Regions from separate parts of the Gasterosteus aculeatus genome. Here region 2 is linked to region 1. Evidence: chromatin contacts called from public Hi-C data. All regions are on one chromosome and are shown on one strand. The core of a region is the stretch at or near the end of the contact, and the rest is flanking DNA. Distances in the headings are between cores, read along the strand shown.

What was found. A called contact is a pair of places that touch in the nucleus more often than the background predicts.
Region 2: a Hi-C map of skeletal muscle shows a contact between it and region 1, with 8 times the contacts expected there. The contact joins two enhancer-like sites. A contact is called at or near these places in 2 of 6 Hi-C or Micro-C datasets (both in skeletal muscle).

The regions. Positions count from the first base shown.
Region 1 is chr21:8,443,422-8,451,072 of fGasAcu3.hap1.1, reverse strand. mpp7a (MAGUK p55 scaffold protein 7a) reads right to left here. Exons shown (of 17, transcript XM_078096984.1): 2 at 4,352-4,510. The coding sequence starts at 4,388. Among protein-coding and RNA genes, the nearest start is that of LOC144390473, 15 kb to the left of the region's middle. Within about 2 kb of position 4,417, at least 2 of the 9 cell types and tissues checked have open chromatin away from gene starts, as enhancers often do.
Region 2 is chr21:8,549,597-8,557,247 of fGasAcu3.hap1.1, reverse strand. It overlaps odad2 (outer dynein arm docking complex subunit 2), which reads right to left. Exons shown (of 20, transcript XM_078096974.1): 9 at 7,065-7,218; 10 at 998-1,144; 11 at 461-670. Among protein-coding and RNA genes, the nearest start is that of odad2, 32 kb to the right of the region's middle. Within about 2 kb of position 4,082, at least 1 of the 9 cell types and tissues checked has open chromatin away from gene starts, as enhancers often do.

The sequences.
Region 1 (7,651 bases), core at 3,168-5,667:
ATTTTAAGGAATTACACGTTCATTTCAATCTGTTGGAAGTGGGCTCTGTGAAAGAGTGATGCACAAAAGAGACCCTATCATTTAGACTCAAGGCATCACCCATTGCTATCAGAGAGAGATTTAAAGCTATCTTTTGGTGCAGAAGTCTCCGGCTCTAAATCACCAATATCACCCCACTCAACTCTCCCCCACAAAACGGCAATCGCATAACTGCAGAAGAAGGGAGGAAATGAGGCTGCAAGTAGTAAACACCCACTCTCACTCCGGGAGGCTCGCTGACCTCCGAAGGACATCCGCCAGATGTTGTTCATCTGTGATGGGAGAGTGATTGATTGAGGGAGCTCCTCGTCCACAGACAACAAGCTGCCATTACTGCACAGCCCTCATCAAGAGCTGGGGCGGGGTAGTACTCCACCAACTACAGGTCTCACGTGACACTGCACGCAGACATTTTCAGACTCATGTGGAACTGGATGCAGGAGGACATTTTAGTGGTCATTAACTCCGAAGGTATATTTCATTCATCATACCTATATACACATACATACATACATCCGTTTTTTTCCTACCATTATATCATATATTATATTACTTAAACCTGAAAAATGAAAAAAAAGTCACAATTTATTAGAAATTTCTTCAATTTCTGCATGATAGAGATTAGGACTTTAGGAAAATTCTATAGGAAAGCACGACAACATTAACTTCTTACGGAAAGGGTAGGGCCTTATAGCAGATAGCAGAGGACGGACCCCTCTGATTGGACAGACGGACTGACTGTCTGTCTGTCTTTTAACCCTCTTAATCCGAAGCCTTTCGCCAGCAACGGAAAGTGACATGGAGGATTCAAATTACCGTGACTCCTTAACTATTTGCACAATCGGCTTCTGAAAGCTGAGAAATGGCGCTTTCTAGATATATTGGCAATCAATAAATCAGTGGCGGGACTGAGAGCCTGTGATGAGGGGGGGAAGTGAGAGCAGCAGGAAGTCACGGAGAGATGGCGATGTTTGTCTTAAAAGTGTCCTACTAGTGTTTCACCATTGTTTTACCGGTGTTTTGTTGTTCAATTATATTTAGGTGTTGTAAATAAAAGTTGTGTTTACCAAATTGACGTTGTGTTTTCCTATTTGCCATTGTGTTCCGACGGTAGCATCAGTTCTTAAATATGAATGGGGGCTCTTTTTCTATATATAAAAAGTGGTTACTTATAAATGCTTCAAAACACAGACAGCCACACTGTGTAAAATAAAAAAATAAAACAAAGTACAGTCAAATTTGGTAACTTAACCTTGCAGCAAACGTAGCTCAGTGGGGAGATAAATCATGTGCAACAGACTGAGGAGTGGGCTGGGTTCCACCATCTGAAGATCTCAGAGTGGGGGCTGAAGAAAGTGAGACCAGTCGGGCCAAACTGAACGAAGGCGCAACGGCTATTGGTCCCCGGCCGAGCAGGGAAGTGACTATACAGAAGTGGTCTGGAGGAGAGCAGCTGCATTGCCGTTAGTTGTGTGTGGGTGTGTGTGTGTGGGGGGGGGGGGTTCAGGCTAATCAGAGCAAAGCTTAGACTCATTGCCTCCACGGAGCAGTCTTCCCATGATCCGGCCTGCGAGGTGTAACAAACACCTAAATCGCAATAAAAAATGAGCTTTTAATTGTGCAAATTAAAAGCTCAATTTCTGTCTCTTCTTGGCCGCCTTATAACAACGTGAACGGTTGTGCGTTCGTAGATCAGATATGCACTGGACAAATGTCTCAAACAGAGCCAGCGTCATCAAGTAAAAGCCCCCGCCGTTAATCTGCTACCAAAGCCTTCATGAAGGTCACACAGTGGAATGACTCCACGGTAACCCAATCACCAGGACACTCTCTCCAACATTCCCCCTGGTCATATATTAAAAAGGTCACTTATCCAACACTTTATTGTTTTTCACATTAATTTTCTCACTTCTTTTTTTTATTTTTCTTTCCCGGTCTCATTTATTAGAATCCAATTCGCACAGAGGCCTTTTGTTTATTTGGGCCGAGAGAGAGAGAGAGAGAACTGGTATGGTTTTACATGTGCCCTGTTTGTCTGCCCACATGTTTGCTCTCCAAACAACTCCAATAATGAGCGTTCTAATAAGATCTACACATCTAAAAAACCTGCTGATGAAATAGAGCTGCTACTAAAGAATGGTTAAATTAATGATAATATTTTCCCCATTATGTTAAAAGCGCCGGCCCGGTACTTCATTTTCTGTGTGTGTGTGTGTGTGTGTGACGGTGTGACTGGGTGTGTGGTGACTGGTGTGTAGATGGCAGGGCTGCTAATGCAACAAAAGTAAGGCCCTGGCAGGATGCAGGCGTGTCTCTGTGATTACTGGCAGCCGGCGCTTGTGGAGGAGCTATTGTTGGTCTCAATGGATGTATGCTCGTTCACAGAGGTGTTGCTGCCTACACGTCTAACGTCTAGGAGTACGCAGGGTCCCGCTTATAGATGCTGAATTAACGTTCTTAATATGCTGCTAAACAGTGGAAACAATTACATTTTGTTCATTCATCTTGAAAAAGAGAATTAGTAGAGGAGAGTGTCTATAACAACTAGTATATATTAAGCTGGCGGGTTAGTCTCTTACAGTAACTAATTAATACAACAGATCTCAGCAGTGACGTGCAGTGTGGGTAGGCACTGCCTACTCTGCCAAAAATCAAACATAAAAATGTTCATCAGAGCATCAAACTTGTATGTGTATCTTTGCTGTTTATTTTTGGGATTTATATATGCAGTATGTGTGTTATTCCAATTGTTTAGACGTTACAATGACATATGTAGCAGTTATGCATAATCAAATACAAAAGAAATGGTAGGATAAGCAGTGCTTTTACTGTTCATTCATGTTGGACGACAAACAAAAAACTTGTGTTGCGCATGCGCACTTCGATCCTGTATTCTTCAACATGTACGGCAAAAAGCACAACTCTGCTGTGCCTTTGCACGTAAATGTGTTATGCCAGTAATCCTACGTTACGTGTCAAACATGGACCAATTCAAATCAATATATTACTGGACATCTGCGCAGTTGATGTCACTACACCAGATACGTTGTAAAAGTTGAAATGACAGCAGCGGTGTCCGCCGATATATCACAGAATTGAGGAATTTCTCCAAACTCTATTTTAATTCCAAAAAGGAGTTCATAGAAAGAGGGAGGTCTATGCTAGCCTTAGATGGACTGCTGCAGCAAAAGGTGTGTGTGCGAGCGAGCAGTACACGATATGTCATCCTGATTGGAAATTTCTTGATATTGACCGTGTTTGCTGTGCTTGTTCATTGTGCGTAACATTTAACGCTACTGTTTCGACGTGTTAGCCTAAACAACAAATTAGGTAATCTGGTTTTGCATAGCCTAGCCCCTTACTGACATCACCACACGTCACTGGATCTCAGATACATCATCTCCACGGAGCGCTCGCTGTGAATTCAACTGAATCACTGCTACGCCGAGAGGAATACCACCCTGTGGCCCCGATGCCCTGTGATCCAAATGCCGGGCCGGCCACAAGTATCAGTGAGCTCACCGAGACCTGTGAGGATTGGCCAGCTAACGGTCATTGTGTTCCACCTGCACAGTCGACTTCACAAGACCATCAGGGGGACAGCAGAGGAGATGGGCCCACGGAGTGTTTACGGGTTTTATTTGGAAACCTGAGCCCACGACGGTAATTGCCCAAAATGACTCCAATCGTAATTGACGGTCTGGCTTTCTACTTTGTCTGCACACATTTTCCAGGACAGAGGGAGCTACGGCAACTCTGTTAAAAGAGCTGAGAAGAGCACACGCTCTTTATCCATCCATCAGATCACAGCTTTTGTCCTTTTTGCTACCCTGCTACCTTTGTTGGGTCCTCTGTGTTTGTGCGTGTTGATGATGTAGTCGACCATTAGGCCAGACTGAGAGGAGGAGGAGGAGAAGAAGTCGTGATTTCTGGCAGTTGGCTTTGTGTTGAAAAGCTTGACGTGCGTACACCCGCAAGTACTTTAGCTCTGTTGATAAACTGTAGGTTGGGAATATTTGCGATGGTGCGTTTTTGGTTGGGGAGTGAAATACAGTGTAAATGGACTTTTCCAACCTCAGTTTTTAGAAGGTGCCCTCGTGTCAATTAAAGATTCAGGAAAAATCTGTTCCAATTTCAAATTGAAGTGGCAGCTCAGTGCCAGGATGTACTGATTCTTAAACATAAATGTACTTCATGTAAATAACCTGATCAAAGTCCGAGATGATTTAATCCGTTTTGTGCACCAAGGGATGGTAGACTTAAAAAATGTGAATGGAAAAAGGACTTTGGCCCAAAGGCGTCCGTACAGTACCTGGCTCGTGGCCGGCTCCGGTGGCCAGCGCGGGCATGGCTCCTGCCGGCCGCTTCCTGGTTTCCCTCGGGCTGTGGAAAGTGGCAGCGGGGTGTCAGAGTGCTGGGCTCCTCCCCAGGGACTGGCTGAATGGGAGCACAGGCTTTATGCCATGGAGCCCTGCGAGGAGAGAACACAGCATTTTAGAGGCTACTTGAGAGATGGCCCACAGGCCACATGCACGCGCGTGTCAGTCCCCAGCGAACACTGTGTTCTGTGTTATGAGAGAGTAATACCTGGCATGCCAGTAACCATGGTAATTTGTGTGTAGGTGAGCCAGAAGTTGACAATAAAGGGCTCACTTAATGGTCCGTGTGTGCATGCAGTACGCTCACAGTAGACTCACGGTGCTAATGAGATAACACGCTGAAAAGGTTGCTTTGAACACGAGACAGCATCACATCACACAGCACCCCACACACACCTTTTATTCAGCGTTCAGCTAAAGACAAAGGAGACTTTATCCGCTGAGGCCAATGCAACAAGCCTGTGAAGCATATCCAAACCTCGAGAAGTCAGAGACAGCAGGCAAAGGAAGACGCGGTTGTCACAGACAAAAAGGCCTCGGCTCATTAAGATCTCCACGCTGCAGTTGCTGACCTCAGAAAGCACAACAAGAGGACGACAACCGAGGCGTGTTTCATGTCCATACAACCAATGTGTATATGACTAAACTATTTTCTGACAAAATTCAGAGACAGCCTCTTCATTTTGCTCTCAAAGAACACCACATTTTTCCAAATGTTTCCACGGTCAACGAGTTAATGACATAATGACATCAACAGCCTCAACAAGCCCAGCTAAGTCCTGCCATCGGCACAAGCTTCATTTGAAACCTTTGGAATGGAAAACAATTAGGTCTGAGCCTTTCGGTTGGCTATTGCTCCTATGGACCGTGGCCCGGTCGAGCTCAGTTACCAGGACCCTACGGCCTTGGGCTCCCTTTAGTGCTCAAAATAAAAAAGAAGCAGCAGCAGGTGGATAGGCCAAGTTTTGTGTCTCTCATGTTGAAGAGTTAGAAGTACTGGATCCGGGTGGACCGTGAGTCCCATCGGACTTTCTGCTGCCGAAGGACGCCGCCAAGACACCTGTTCCCATCTGGCTCTTTGGGACCCCCTGCAATCGATGGTTCATACTTTTGAAATGGCCAAAATGTGGACCGGAGACACTAACCAAATTAGTTATCTGTAGAGAACCTGTCAGTTCGCCCCCGCAGTGATGCACCGGATTTTCTTGTCGTTTTTCCCCTGGATATCCAAACTCACAGAGAGGTTGAGACAAAAATAATAATAATCTGCCAAGACTGCAACCCTCGCAGTGAACCGTACCACGCCTGTCTGATACACTGAGGTGAACTCTGCTCAGGACCCGGCAGACCACAGGAGGAGCCTTGTGGAAAAAGCATAGAAGATGCCCAGAAGATGCCTGAGCAAGCAGGTAAGCAAGTCATTACACAGCGTATCAGGAGAAAAAATGTTTTTGTCTGGATTGATACTTTGAGAATATGGTGCATTCATCAAACAGCACTCAGAGAAGATTGATTTTCCACCAAGAACCCCGCTGCTCTGTCACGCCAGGGCCAATTTGTATGCATGAGCACAAACTGAGAAACAGGAAAAACCTGGTGAAATCATGGAGTCCGTACTGTTCAGCTCCTTGCAGACTTCAATAAAATAGGTTAAGAGGAGCAGCAGAGGAGGGCAAAGGCGCCTCCGACAGTGACCACAAAATCGGTCGAGCAGGCCGGTCTGAACAGAGGACCAAACCCAAGCATGCCAAGAGAACTGACCTGTGCTAAATCAGCTCAGTGTTGACGGAGCACGGTTTTGTCATAAGGCTTTGTGATTGGAATGACAGACTCATGGAAAGACAAGGGACATGAATTCTCTTCAGACATGCCGCACTGTAATATCAGCCCTTTGGTTCCATCCAGAAAGGGGGAGTGACCACATATTTCCAAATCTAAAAGGAATCCATCTTTCCATTTGAGGAGCTTTAAAAAAGAAAAAAGAAAAAGGGGGCCAGTAAGCCATGTCCCAGGGCTGGGAACACCTGTGACTTTTTAACCGGGCTCAAAAGGATCATGATAGACACGGTTGAAGAGACATTCCCCTCTGTCAGAATGCTCCAACCGCATCTGTTCAGATCACACAATATCAGATGGTCGTTGGGGGAGAAAGCGTCCAGAAAGGAGACGCTATGTGGACAAGAGCTGGGGCTCAGTTGATTGCATTTTAACTTCTTCGAATGGTTCTGCCACCATCTAGTGGGAACTTTCCCCACTGCAGGATAAGCCCAGCTGTGACAGGACCTGAAGCCCCCTCTCCTCAGACTAGAGACCCACATGGACGGATGTCAGGAAACGCTGTGTCTGCTTGGTCTTGTTGGTGTGTGAAACTGGAGGTAAAATCAGTGTTTAGAGAGGAAATAGTCTGGAGTGATGGATGGATGGGGGCTAGATGGAAACGGGGAAGTGTGGAAAACGTATTCTTCTTCTCTTTTCAAAAGCAAGCCTCTCCGCCCAGCTGGGAGAAAGGGGCCCGTCCGAAATCTCAGCTGGATGTTGATGAAGTTAGTGACGGGGATAACAGTCCGGAGGCGAAAAACATTAACAGTGTGAAAGTATGGTTTTACTGTTGGACTTTTTGCTTCTTCCCTTCCTCCCGTGGGTGGGCTGCCACCATGGAAGGTTCACCGTTCAGACCACATGGCCAAAAGAGTCTCACACAACGAAGCGTTCGCATTGGGTGGTTTGCGCTCATGGTTATATTGTATTAGATTCCTCTGGGCCCCAGACAGGAAGTGCAACAAAAGGACACTGCAGAGGTCATGCCCCCCCAGGATGCTGCTCAGGTGTTTTGTTCCTGTCCTGGATTGTCCCACGTTCAGTGAAAGGAAGGCCAGCAAATGGCTGTTTCTTTTTTGGGGAGGGGAGGTTATACCGGAATGACCATGAACTACATTGCTCCTGCTCCTGTTACAGCTCAAAAAAAAAAGGGGGGGGGGGGCAGTTTTCTCCAAAGCAGCCTCAGCATCCACTGATCACCGCGCCAATCAGAGTCTAACCACACCCGGGCCCGGGCAAAGGAAGGATCTATTGGGCAGACCGTGTGACACTTGTTCAGGTTACAGATCCCCCGTACCAACCGTTTAAATCCCACGAGGCTTTGGTTCTGCACTCATCTTGGTTTTTGGTTTAATGAATGAGATCAGGTTTTTATTGGCAACAATGTGTCGTTTTCATGATCCTCCCAAACGTTA
Region 2 (7,651 bases), core at 2,833-5,332, 110 kb before region 1:
GTCCCTCTTTCAACAAACATGGATGCAGGTCAGAGGATGTAGGGGACATTTTATCTGTTTTACGACGGCACCCGCCATGCTATGTTCAAAGGCCGGGGGTAAAAAGATGAATGGGGCGTTAACTGGCGAGTCGCGTACTGTGTGAAAAGGGAATGAATTTGAATTACTATGCATCGAAACCTAGTTTAGCAATCTGGATACGTGTTTTACACTTTAAGTGAATAAGTAATGGTACCATGTGGCTCCAATCGTAAGAATGCGTCATCCTGTTTTCCAAAAGGTTCCAGTTTTTGTAGTTTAATACAAAAGGTTTTCAGAACTTAAAGTTGCTAATCAATATAGAAAGATGAGGCTATGGTCTGCACTTTTCCCTCCTGTATCTGTTTTCATATAAGGATTACAGAGTCTTTTGAGTACATCCTTTTAACAAAAATTAATGGCAGCCTTTTCTTATCCTCACCAGTTTTTTGATTCCACCATATTGCCTGACGGTTCTCCTCGCTCTGCGGAATCTGGCCACGTTAGCAATGGTCTCAGCATCTAAGGCCTTGAGATCCTTGACCGGCGAGTCCAGATTCTTCATAATGCTCTGCAGGCCTCCCATGTCTACAATGGCTCGACGGATATGCACATTGTGACTTATCTTCCTCAGGATTTTCAAAGATCCAATCTAAAAAAGACACGTACGCAACCAACTTTAACACATATTTTGGAAAAACTGATTTATGGAGAAGGAACTGTAATGCCAACACGAGCTCTCCATCTGTGCTCAGAGTTACAGAGATATGTAGTAATGAAACATTCGCCGACGTTACCAGTGAAAGTAGAGACAAAATGAATTCAGGTTTAAAAGCACATAGCAGATATTTGGCCCACTGGAGAGTAATTAAGTAAGTAAACACAGCACACCGTTTCTGTAACTAAAACACAGGCTGGTACACGCAGCTTTGTTCAGGCCTGTAGGCCATCCGGGTCCATCTTTGCCACAGCTACTTACTTTGCATTGGACTTCATCTGTATCCAGCAAGTTAATGAGGACTTCAAGGCCACCTACATCCCGGATGGCCAGCTGGCACGTCTCCTGCATCAAATTAAAGTCCATTATGGCGCACAGAGTGAGCACAGTGGCAGTCTGGTCACCTACCTGAAAGAATAAGAGCCAAACATGAGTGAATGAAAAAGGGAGAAAAAAGGGAAGAGGAGAGGAGAACATTGAGCATCCTTTCCTTCACTCACTCTCCCCTCTGTTGTTCAACCCCATAACACAACTCCTGCTGGGGGGGCTTTATTTAGACCACATCCTGGTACGTGTTTGGCTTTGTGGCGGTAAACACTGATGGAAAGAAATAACTAGCTAACAGAGCACCGAGCTCTGGCAACAGCACCATGACTATGAAAACAAACACTATTAGCACTGGAAGCCTGCAACTAAGGTACAATCAGCTTTTCAAAATGCAGAACAAGTGCTGACAGTAGCTGTATACATACGTATCATGTTAAACCAATTAGCAACTTAGTCGCTACAACACTACTAAGTCAACAAGAGCTATGATTAGGCAGGGTCAAGTCAAGCGCCTCAACAGACATGGGGTAAAGAAAAAGAGAGTTTTTTTCACTGCAACGAAATGACAATGTGTTTTCTAAAAAAATAAAAATAAAAATCCATCCATCTTCAAAGTCGCTTATCATTCATACAGAGGGGGGTGTTTCAACCACCACACCCTGTGTCGTTAAAATTACACGTGTGGGGAAATCCTGATGTTAGTGGTGGAACCTTCTCAAACTGTTTTGTCCTAAATTTAGCGTTGCACAGTTGCATAACAAACCTTTCTGACATGCAATGGTTTTGATCAGAAATCAGAAAGAAATTGAAAAAATAATCGGCAGTCGGATAAAACAGAAGCTAGTGGCACGCAAATGGAACGCTTAGCTGCTGTAACACTAGAACTGCCACATAGCTTTGATACGTGATACTGAAACGTCCTGTCCAAAATCTCCTGGCAAGTAAACAATCAAATATTATCCCCTTTCCTGCAGTGGTTTGAATGCGCTACGGTTGGAGTACTCAGTCAATAGATTCAAGGCCGTCTCTACCGTTCCAAGCGCAATAAGCCTTTATTAGTTGCACACTTTTGAAAACATTTTAAGACGTCAGGACCGCCACAAATGTATTATTTCAACCGAACGTAAGAATGGAACAAGTCCTGCTATCGGCTACCCATAAGAGTAGAAAATAGCCGTCACTATAGGGAAGGCTGGGGCAGTTATCGGTTTCATGGAGGGGCCACATTATCAGTGTATGACCGGAGTCTCGAATGGTGTTTGATCATATCTCCCTCCCGAAAGCAGCACTCTTACACAGCAGGATCACGGCCACATGTGTTCTCCATATCCCGATGCTAGACTAAATGTGAACCATTTGCCTATTAACAGCAGTGGATCCACGGCTCCCTTTGTCTCCTCCATTCTCACTCTTCAAAAGGACTCGGCAGGCGAGGTTCGAACCTTGTAAAAACAACCCGCCGCCCCCAAAGAAAGCTATGTTTCGGAGTGATAGTCGGGAAAACTGAAAACCGATCATGTGCTTCCAATTTTGTTAGCTTTGGTCTTGAAGTATTGTCGACATTCTTTCTAACATTGACAACATCTGACAATCTTTTATGGTGAAGGATCTTTGACACTCTCTCTCTGGGCATTATGGGGCAGACAGATGCTCAAAGGGGAACCGATGAATGAAGTAGTTCGATATCTGTTCTAGTTCATGGTTGGGATATATTAACAGTATTCAATTATTTATACTAACGCTAAGCTAATATTTAACGCGGGGGTCATTTTGTCCTTTAAAAATGAATTAAATCTACCATTTTCTAAAAATCAGTAAGTAAATCAGCACAGCCTGATAAGAACGCAATTTGTCCAAAATAATAAAAGGACTTTTTGACAAATTACCTTATTTGCACCAAATTTGATGGAAATCCATCCAAGCATAGTCAAGACATTTCACTCTGAGGTTAAAACAACAAACTAAGTCACGGGGACTCATCCTCGAAACCATGAAAAATGTATCCATCTATCATGGAGATGTCAAGCTAGACCCATTAAAAAGTTTAAATGTTGACCTACCTGTGGCACCACAGTGATTTATATTTATTCTCTAAGGACCCTACATATCCATAGAACATTTTGAAGCAATACATCAATAGTTGCTTTTATTAGTTATGGTTATAGTTATTTTCAAGTTATTTCACTGCAAACCACAAAGGTTCAGCCTCATAGTTGTGCAAAAGCAAAAGCCAGGGAATCACCAAAATGTACTCTTAGGACTATGAATCTTTCCAATGGTTAATAAACAAGATAAGCAAGTCAGGACTAAAGGGTGCTGAGGTGAGGACAAAGATATGTTGGACTAAAAAGTCGGACATATTGGCATTCGCTTCAACAAGGGGCAGCAGAATGTGTGGAAAAAGAATATATATGTCTATATAACTCACAAAGCAAAACACTTAAGTTGAGCAAGGGACATAAAATGTGTTAACCACAATGAATAATGACATATAATATGGAAAAAATACTCATTAATTACAAATGTACTAGCAGCTAATCCAGTAATGATTAAAGATAATTGTATAAATGTGCTTCATCATCTTGTCTGATAGAATCACACAAATGAATAGAAGGAGTATGAGTGATCGAGGTGAGCTCAATCTTAGCCTCTTGAAGATGCTTTTCGTATTTAGTCTCTTCCTGTATTGCAGGTGCCTAGATGCCTTTCCCCTTACTGAAATTAAGTCTTATTCTTGTTTGGTTGCTCTGGAGCAGCAGACTGGATTCTGCAGAGACAGACTGGGCAGCGTGGCCCCCCCCCCCCCCTTATAAATTACAGCACTAAGCCTGTGAGAGCAGGGATGGGGTTAAAAGTGCTGTCCGTAGTACCATGTTGACCTTTTTTATGAATAGAATTATATCCTTTTTTTTCTTGGTATATATTTGGAGCGTGAGTTTGTTTTGGCATGGACTACATACCAGCGGGGCTAAGCGTGCATAGTGAGCATAAGAGCTCAGAAATATAAACGTGCATGTCTGAAGTACTGGATTGGTGACAGGTGGACACAAGCCACTGCCAGAGCTTCATAGAGCTCACTGTAGGAGGGAAGCAGTTGACTTGGCAGAGGTCAAGCCACAAAGGATGCATGAGGTTTCATACTTCCCTGCAGTCTGCAGCAGACTTGGAGGGAAGGCTACTAATGAAAAGAACAAACCTAATCTCCTGCTCTATAATTGAGAAAGGTACTGTAAAGATAGAATGAATGATTACTGGTTGCTCCTTACCTCATATTTGACATAGGATCTCCTATAACATAAAACCTGATCACTTAATAGACTTTTCTGTCATAAAATGAGTACAGTGCACGTTGAGCAGGCGTCTAGTCAGGCGTTTGGATTGAAAAGGGGCTTAAATCATAAGGAGGCAATTATTCTCCCCATTAGACATGTTGTAAATTCATCACAGGCACTTAAAATGTGTTAATTGAGTGCATCAAAAAATGCTTTCAACATAATTAGCTCTAAATTCCCTACCATTGAGAGACTGGCGTAGTTTTTAATGGACCGGTTGTCATAGGGGGCAGGCAGCAGTACTGGGACTGCCCAGCAGAGGGGGAGCAACTTAATGAGGCTTGAACTCAATACCATGTGTGACAAGGGGCCAGCTCAGATTTGTTGTTCTACGGTATTTACATCAAGAGCACATTTTTGGTACTAAAAACTCAATCAAATGGAGAAAGGCTAAGCTCATAGGGACTCTTTTGAAAAGCAGCTTGGTGAATTATTTCATTGTGACTGTTTAAAAAAAATTATAAAAAGCCATCTGCTCAGAAAAAACAAAATAATCGGATTATGAACTCTCTGTATTGGAATGTCCACCAGGTAACTAGTAACATATTGTGTTTTAGACACAATATTTACATCTGGAAGAATATGAAAATTGTTGTATGTTTAGAAAGCCACAGGCCGACCTAAATGATAGCAGCTGGAGAATTTGGTCTTTATTTGAAATGACACAAAATACTCAAATAACATTTGTGGCTTAGTTGCTCAACTACCGCTTGAAGTCATCCAGTCCTGACTAGTAAAACTGCTCGTTATTCTTTTTAGCAACGCTGTTATGTGAGTGAGCTTGTATTTAGTTTGTTTATGGATGGTGTGTACATATATCTTTGTATTCATAGACTTTAATACACACACACACACACACACACACACACACACACACACACACACACAGTGCCATTCAAAAGTGTGGACACTCATTCTGAGAGACGGTGTCTACATTTTTCACTGGTTCTGTATAAGGGTTTAACTATATAAAGTATGATAAGATGTTTGTACTGCGGCACTGACACGTCACAGACTGGAATTAGAATACATTATGTCACGTCGGGGTTACACACGTGCTTCCTTAGCACAGAATGAACTGCGTACGCTTGATTTCGAGAGCGACCATGTGACCATTCACAAGCACAGATCTCCAGTTAAAGTGTAAAAACAAACACATCGGGAAAACATTCCTCAATAAATGTCATTAAAACACAAAACAGAAGATCAATGTGTCGCTTTATGAAAGTGTTCAACTTCCTAGAGTACAGATGGCTGTCTATGGTGCATGAGGAAAAGGGGGCAGGGGGGTGGGGGGGAGAAAAAGATCTCTTAAAATAAAACAGATATTTAACTTGGCTCAGGGTAAGTTTCAGCGTCTGATGGTAATGATATTATAAAATGACTACTGGACAAACCCCATAAATAACTATGCTGTGTGGTTTTCAGACAGATAGAACTCTGGAACATGTTGGTTACTGCAGAGCTGCATCTCATTGGAGAAGGAACACACACACAAGCCTGCAGCTCTTGCCACAACCCCACTGAAAAGCACTGAATACACAAACCAATGAGGTTTTTCTTTTGAAATCTGAATTTGCCTCATTCATATCATTTACATCTCCTTATTTTCCTCTCTGGAAAGCAGGAGTTGCCAGCCTTCAGAGTGGGAATTTCCTCCCATTATATTTTGCTAAGCTAAAAATATCTATACAGAGATCTTAAACTTTTACAGCAGCGTGTTCAATGTAAGATTTATTCTGAACGATCTCATTTGAGCAGCAGAACATAAATCTGCTAGTGAAACCTTGCTTTGTGTAAAAATATCCAATGCAAACTGTTATAACCCCCTTAAAATAACATCAACCAATTCGAAGCAGCTTTTTCGGTGTTCTTGCTGTTAAATAAAACGGGACTGCTTTGCAGCAAGCCAAAGAAGAGATTCCAGTCAAAATAAAGTAAACAGTAAACAAAGAGTCTACTCTAATCAGCGTGTCTGAATGACACTGTTCAGATAAACAGATAATAGGGAGCACTGAGTGTGTAAGGATGGACCATGTGCAAGTCAAGCCTCTGAGGCATTCCCAGCCAGTCTAGGTCAATGGCGTTTTTATTTTTTTACATTTCTCTTTTCTTTCCTTCCTTTTTGACGCATTAATATTCACCATATGCCCTGTCAGAACCATCACAGGCGTGCTTCATTTTCATGCTTCTGCGGTGGGGGCAAACAGCGCGTACAGCTGCTACAGTGCCGTCAGACAGCTCTTCCCCCCCCCCCCCCCCTTGGCGCACAATTACAACCAAAAAGGCCCCTGTCAAAAAAACAGGAACCCAGGAGCCGAGCCAGCCCCTTCAATGAGCATTTCCCTACGAAGCGCTGCTTAATGGAACATATATACTTTATTTGATCTGACATCCTCTTTTTGGTTACTATTTTACTTTGGCACCCTCGTATGACTGACAGACAGGTTTGATTGGAGAACTGTCAGTCTGGACACCAGGTATTTTTTCTGCGCCTTTATGCATTGCGTGTCTGTAGAAGCTATTCAGGACGACAGAATATCAACATTGGACGCTGCGGTCTGTGGCGTGCCGTGCCCTGCAGTTGCAAAGCTCTCAGTACGAATCACTATTTTGGGTTGGAACCAAGAGGAGGGGAAAAAGCGGCGTGCCAGGTGACGTTCGTCTACCTTGAGGTACTTGACCAGTTTCTGGATCTGCCAATATTCAGAAGGTAGGTCTGTGTCGCTCTCTGGACGGCGCTCTGATTGCTCCTCCTCCTCCTCACTCTCAGATGAACTCTCGCTGAAAGTGTCCACTGGCACGGATCCTGCTGGGGTCTTACTGCACACAAAGAAGAAGATATAATAGTGAACCTTTGAACGTAAATAATGATGTAGAAAGGTGTGCATGTAAGATAATACATAGAAGGACAACAGGAGGGAGTATAAAATCTCTTTTCCTGTGTCTTAAATGGGAAAAACAGCATGGTCATCCCACATAAGGAGACCCATTAAGAATTTGGAGATTCAAGTGTGGAGATTGAACTTTCTAGGTCTGAGCAGCAGGAAAATAAAGATTGAAATAATGTCACGAGAGGACTGTAGCCGTCATCATCATATACAGAGGGCCATTGATGCAAACAGAGGAGCAGATGGCTTTTCCAAGTTGCTCGGACCACTTGGATAACAAAACCCTGGAAATCGGTAGCAGTGGAGCAATGAAATTTGGTGTAATATATATATATATATATATATATATTCAGATTGGACTGCCA